2 separate regions of the Cricetulus griseus genome follow, and region 1 is linked to region 2. Evidence: chromatin contacts called from public Hi-C data. All regions are on one chromosome and are shown on one strand. Each heading gives the region's core, a stretch centred on a gene start, on an enhancer-like site or on the middle of the called end of the contact. The rest is flanking DNA. Distances are from core to core; before and after follow the strand shown.

The links. A called contact is a pair of places that touch in the nucleus more often than the background predicts.
Region 1: a contact with region 2 is called in a Hi-C map of fibroblasts, with 2.1 times the contacts expected there. The contact joins the enhancer-like site here to the promoter of Itch in region 2. A contact is called at or near these places in 2 of 8 Hi-C or Micro-C datasets (the CHK-Q cell line and fibroblasts).

The regions. Positions count from the first base shown.
Region 1 is chr6:24,520,921-24,524,348 of CriGri-PICRH-1.0, reverse strand. No RefSeq gene overlaps it. Among named protein-coding and RNA genes, the nearest start is that of Ahcy, 12 kb to the left of the region's middle. Within about 2 kb of position 1,763, at least 3 of the 6 cell types and tissues checked have open chromatin away from gene starts, as enhancers often do. A contact at or near this core is called in fibroblasts, where this site is marked.
Region 2 is chr6:24,483,711-24,486,720 of CriGri-PICRH-1.0, reverse strand. Itch (E3 ubiquitin-protein ligase Itchy homolog) reads left to right here and starts at 1,317. Exons shown (of 26, transcript XR_003486471.2): 1 at 1,317-1,437.

The DNA.
Region 1 (3,428 bases), core at 514-3,013, 37 kb before region 2:
TCAAGCAGGAACTTGTTTATTGTGCCCCACTGCAAGCATCTTTTAAAGGGAAAAAACCACAGAGCATGGAAAACAGCCAAATAATAACTTTAAAGGTCAACCTATCATGAGTCTAGGCGTCCTATGCTTTACCTAGTGGACACGAGCTGTTCATGTAGTGTCTCATCTGGTTCAATCTAGGCAACCAATCATCTTTTTTTGTAAACCACTCAATACTCACCCATCTGACTTCTCCTCAGTGCCATCTTTGACTGGCTCGTGTGCCCTACAGTTCTCTCTGTGGCCCAGAATCATCTTGATGAACACAGGATGGCACTCTCATTTGCATGGTACCAATGGAGCTCTTTGCTCCTGTACCAGATGTCACCATATTGCAGAATTCCTTGTGTTAGTATGATTTGCCTATCTTCTTGTTGGCTGTCACTCTTGTTACCAGCAAGTCACCTCTCATTTTTTGCTCCTTCTCTGACAAAGGGGAGCCTGCTCAATCAAATCTCAAAGTAGGATAAATGAGACCCTGTATGGGGAACCACTGCTAATACCAATTTCCAGGAACCAAGATGATTTCTAGACTTGCTCTGGAAATACAGGCAGGGATGGTGTTGTGAGTTCAATGGTGGGCCTCTGCCTAAAGATGCTTCTAGCATTTGTGACTGTGACTTTACCTGGGAGAAAAAAACCTAAATCCAATTTAAATGTCCTTATAAGAGAAGAAAAAGGAAGAGTCACACAGTGAAGAAGACAGAGGGAGGTTGGAGTTATGCATCCACAGGCAAAGAATGCCAACTATATCAGCTACTTGTGAAGCTCATCAATTCCCTCGCTTTTTTTTTTTTTTTTTGGATTAGGGTTTTTTTTTTTTTTTTAAGATTTTATTTGTTTATTATGTCTTCTGCCTGCATGCAAGCAGAGGGTACCAGACCTCATTCAAGGTGGTTGTGAGCCACCATATGGATACTGGGAACTGAACTCAGGACTTCTGCAAGAATAGTCAGTGCTCTTAACCACTGAGCAATCTCTCCAGCCCAGATAGGGTTTCTCACTGAACCAGGAGCTTGCTAATTCAGCTTTTCTGGCCAGCCAGCAAGTCCTGGGGTCTGTTTCTGCCTCCCTGGTGCTGGTATTATAGGCATGAACTTCCATCCCTGGCCTTTAATTTAGGTTTTGTTTGTTTGTTTGTTTGTTTTTTATTTAATGTATACAGGCGTTTTGTCTATCTGTATACCATGTGCATGCCTGTTGCCTGCAGAGCTCACCGGGGACATTTCAGAACCAAAAAGTAACACCAAGGCCTGCCAACAGTCGCCAGAACTAGGAGAGAACCTTGGGACACTATACTACTCCTACACATGATTGTGGACTTACAGTCTCAAGAAACGTGAAGGTAGTGGGCAATGGTGGCTCATGCCTTTAATCCCAGCACTCAGGGTTAAAGAGACAGAGGCAGGTGGATCTCTGTGAGTTTGAGGCCAGCCTGGTCTACAGAGTGAGTTCTAGTAAGTCAAGGCTATACAAAGAAACCCTCTTTTAAAAAAAGGAAAAAGAAAAAAAAAACGTGAAGGTATAAATTTCTGCTATTTTAAATCACCAGGGCTGTGGGCTTTATCTTGGCAGCCCTAGAAATCTAACACTGCTGGGAAGTGGGGAGTCATGGGTAGACAAGGAGGAAGCTAACTGGTGACTGGTGATTCAGTGTCGCTTGTTCTGTCTCTTGCCACCACTTCCCGTAAAGAAAGCTAAGTTGATGGAGGCTACAGTGAGACTTGCTATGTCATGCCAAGTTCTAACCCTAGGATTCCAGAGCCTCCTGGGCTGTGAATCACCCATGAGCTGTGGTTTTGCTTTAAGCAACTGTGAGGAAGTGTTGTCATAAGGGCGGCACTCTGAGAAAGAGGTAAATCTCCAGGCCCTGCTAGTGGAGGTGCACATCTGGCATTCATTCCACACAGGGTGCCTGGGTGCCTTGTAGTTGCTTCTTCCAGAGGAAGTAAAGACTGAAGCATTGACCTGGAAGAACAAAGAGAAGGAAGTAAGCCTGGGGTGTGTCCCCTAAGGCAAAAATGATGAGAGAGGGTTGGATCCCGCATCTAAATCTGCCAGTTTTCTTTTGTCCCTTGTCTATCTAACAGGATCTCGTGATAACAGGGTTGCGTTAATAATTCATATTTCAGTTTCCCCTTTCTAATAGAGCAAAGCTGTGAAGTGGAGAAAGGGTAACAAAAGGCCGTGGAGAAGGACACTGAAAGGTCATCCAGAAGACCTGGATCCCGAAATGCAAACATCGGCGGTCTCCTTAAATCCACGCATCCAGGAAGGTGTTCATAACCTCTTCTCAAGTGGCCAGAGCCAGGATCATACAGCATAAGGATGAAGCTGCCCTCTGAGCATGCCCATATACTTTTCTTTCTTGGCTATACTAGGGATCCATGCTAGCCCAAATGCAAATCTGTCTTTCAGGAGCCATTCCACCTGCCACAAGTCATTTTTTTCCAGGTCTAAAGCAGAGGTGGACTCTCTGGGTTCATTTCCACCTTTGGATAAAGGACAGTAGTGTAGACCCCTAGTGCTGCTGAGTAAGTAAATGAAATGATGAATGTAAATTCTTTAGTGCCCCATACATACTTGGTATTCCATTTTGAATCATTATTGTTGAGGGGAGTCCCATGAAACCCCTCTATAGAGGGTTTTTCCGAAATTACTTACTCGTGGCAGGGTTGTGAAAAGTAAGTGCAGGTCAGAGAACAACTTGCAGGTCTCAGGACTTGAACCCCGGTTATCAGGTTGTCACTGAACCATCTTGATGGCCCTGTCTATAGGATTTTTGAGCTTCTATTTAGTACAGAGCCTCTAGCCTCCCTCCAACAGGGAAATACAAAGCCACGCTGGACAGGTTGTCTGAGAGACGACATGGTAGCATTCCAGGCCTGCACTGCATATGGGTCCTGCCTGTTCCCCAGTGTGGGTGATGCAGGTCCTAGGATCCATGAAAATATGACAGCTGAGCACCCCAGAGCACTTTGTCTGCCAGACCCAAGTCCAGAGCTTGGTCCCTAGACTCACTCACCTTATCTGGAATGAGTATGTGGTGGCCAAGCAACACCACCTGACCTCATCAACCTAGCAGTCCAGAGCTCACTGTGGTGGCAGAGGAAGGTCAGAAGGAAAAGAAGTTCAAAATCCAGTTCTGCAGGGGCTGCAGAGATGACTCAGCAGTTAAGAGCACTGGCTGCTCTTCCAAAAGACCTGGGTCAGGTTCCCAGCACCTTCATGATGGTTCACAATCATCTGTAACTCCAAAGGGATTTGATGCTTGTTTCTGTGTTTCTGTTGGTTTGTTTTGTTTGGTGTGTGTGTGTGTGTGTGTGTGTGTGTGTGTGTGTGTGTGTGTGTGTGTGTGTGTGTGTGTGCAGTATGCACGCACTGGAGAC
Region 2 (3,010 bases), core at 68-2,567:
AATAGAATCTTGGGCCTCATCAATGCTAGGCAAGTGCTCTACCAGTGAACAACATCCCTACCTTACAACATAATTCCCAACAGGGCAAACATTGGTTGGAAGAGCAGAAGACTTTTAAATACTTCAAAACCAAACCAAACACCCTAAAACCCAGGGTTTTACCATGTAACCCCTAGAACTCTCTTTTTAGACCTGGCTAACTGTGCACTTCCAGAGATCCAGCTGTCTTTGTCTTCTCACTGAACCTGAAAGCTTGCTGTGTGGTCTTGGCTGGTTAACTAGGGAGCTCCTATCTCTGCCCCCAGGGCTGGGGTTGGGGGAGTCTATGTCTGCTTTTACATGGACCCTGGGGATTCAATTCAAGTCCTTGTGCTTGCGGGCAAATGCTCTTACCTACTGAGCCATCTTCCCAACCCAGAATTTTTTTTAATAAACTCTCCTAGCACATAATGGAGAATATGATAGTTTCAAAGGTGCTCAAAAAAGTGTAAGTGACTGGATAGATGGTTTCCTTGCGAGACCAAACAATAGTGGCAAAGATGGGTAATTACCAAGTGCTTGAGTAGTGCCTCTGTTTGCACAGCCTATTAATCCTCACAAACACTTCCAAGGGAGGTTGAGGATAGGCTTCGATGGATTTGCCTGGGTTTCTTATCCTACATACAGCTTAATTTAAGCATCTGAAAAAGGTAACAAATGGCGTTTTTCTCATAGTTTTGTGGTAAGGATCCAGAAGTATGCTTTTCATTTTTTTTTTTTTAGAACTCCTGCCACTGTCAAGCTGTCACCCTCCCAAGAACACCCTGTCAAAAAGGTGGAGAAAAGAGAATTTGAACCCAATCAGTGTAATCCCAGAAAGATAGAACTGGCTCAGTGATTGCGGAATTGTGATCCCTGCTGTCAGTAGTATCGCTAGGGAACTTGTTAAAAATGCAAATTATAAAACACTCCCCACCCCATCCCAGATCCACTGAGTCAGAAACTGGCGGTGGGGGCTCAAAAGTCTGTTTTTCAAAGCTGTTCGAGGAATTCTAAGGCACGCTAGAGTTTGGGAACAGTCTTTAGAGGTTTTGGCGGGGGTGGGGAGTGGGAGTGGGGTAGGGTGGGGTAGAGGGTGGTGAGGAGAAGTGTTAAAAAAAGGAAGAAAGGAATGAAAAAAGGAAGAAGGGAAGAAAAAGAAGGAAGAAAATTAAAAACAAAACAAAACAAAAACAAAAACTCTGGAGATGTGGAGACTGGGTCCACTTCACCTGAAGGTGAGGAAAATGCTGTAGCAGGCTGGCGCGCAAGGGCTGCTGGGGTCTGTAGTCCCGACTGCGCCTTAGGGGACGCGCCTGCGCACTGGTTGCGAGCTCGCTCTAGTCGCTGTAGTCGGGGCTCGGGACCGGCTGCCATCTTAGTGGAGGGACTGAGGAGTCGTCGCCGCCCCGAGTCCCGGTAAACACCCGCGGGCCGACTGGGGGGCAGTTCTGTGGTTAGGAGGGAGCTTGGCATGGGGGAAGGCACGGAGAGTGCGAAGGGTAGAAGAGTGCGGCGCGCGAGTCGGAACCCAGAGCCGAGGCTGCTCTTCGCGCAGCCGGTGTCCGTGGGGGGCGCCCGGAGCTCCGGCTGGTGGCCCGAGCCGGGCGGAGGGTGGGTCAGCGGGACGAGCCGGGCTGCTAGTGCCTGGCGCAGGCGCCCGGAGCCCGTGGCCCCGCGAACCCCAAGTTGGAAGAGAGCCGAGCCGAGGCGGACGTGGGCAGGGTCCAGCCCCGAGCCCCGCTGTCGCGCCGGGGGGCTCCTCTCCCGCGGCTCGGCCTACGCGCGGGGCCCGGTGGCAGCGGCCCGCCCGAGCGACGTGGCCCTTTGAGGGGCGGCGGCCGGGCCCACCTGCCACCTGGCAAGCTCTCCCGAGACTTTTCCAGGCTCCCACTCGCGGAGGACCTTCTCCCGTAGCCTGCCTCCCCTTCTAGTCTTTCACTCCCCTCCTCCTCCCATTGTCCCCACTCATGGTGGTCTCGGCCCAGGCCGGCGCCGCCGACTTTTGCGGACGTGGAGCTGTCACTGTCTTTCCTTTCAAGAGCGTACTTTTCTTTAGCAAAGAAAAAAGTAGAGGTGAGCGTATGTGAAGGGTCGAAGCCTCGAAGACATGGCTTTAAAGTAGAAGACTCGAGTTTTCAGACATGGTTCTCTGGGCTGCAACTTCAAAAGAGGAAAATAAGGGTCAGTGCACCCGAGGTAGGCATTGGGCCTAAAGTTAGGTCTGTGACCAGGTGAACTTTCGCAGTACCCGAAGCTGACGGTTCCCCAGTCACTTGTTTTTCTTGGTTGTGTTAGAATCCTCCTAATCTTGAATTTTCTGCTTCGCTCTAGCTGTTGTAGTGAACTTGGCTGAAGGGAGGAGTGTGGAGAAAAGAGTGAAGAGTTTTGGTTTTTTTCCCTTCAAAGTTACAGAACACAACCTAGCCACCCATCATTGTGCTCTTAAGTGTGCTGCTTCTCCTGGATCGGTGAGATCTTATGAAAATAGGTAAAGGCCATGTGTGTTCACTCTCAGGGTTGGCAACTGGTTTGGTTCTCATCTGAAATAAAGTTTTTTTCTGGGGGGCGGTGGCAAATTTGATGAGATTCAGCCTTGCATATCACAGGTTTACTTAAGGCTTAATTTTTCCGGGTTTTAGAAAAGATGCAATTCTCCTTGAATAGTTAGTGTACTTTGTGTGTGAGCTCATGAATTCAGACTTTAGAATAGACCTCAACAAGGATATAATGTGAAACCAAAAGCATGTATTCTAGAGTTGTTTTTATTTTATTTTGAGACAAGATCTTGCTGTATAGCTCTGGAATACACTGTGTAAACTTAGACTGGCATCCCACTTAATTGTATCTTCCTGTCTCTGCCTCCTGAGTGCTTCAGTTACAGGTACATGCCAACACGATAGGCACAGGAGAAATTTTAGATTTGTTGATTTGTGTGTGTGAGCGCCATGACTCGAGTTGGAGGTCAGAAGGTAACCCTCAAGAGTGTTTC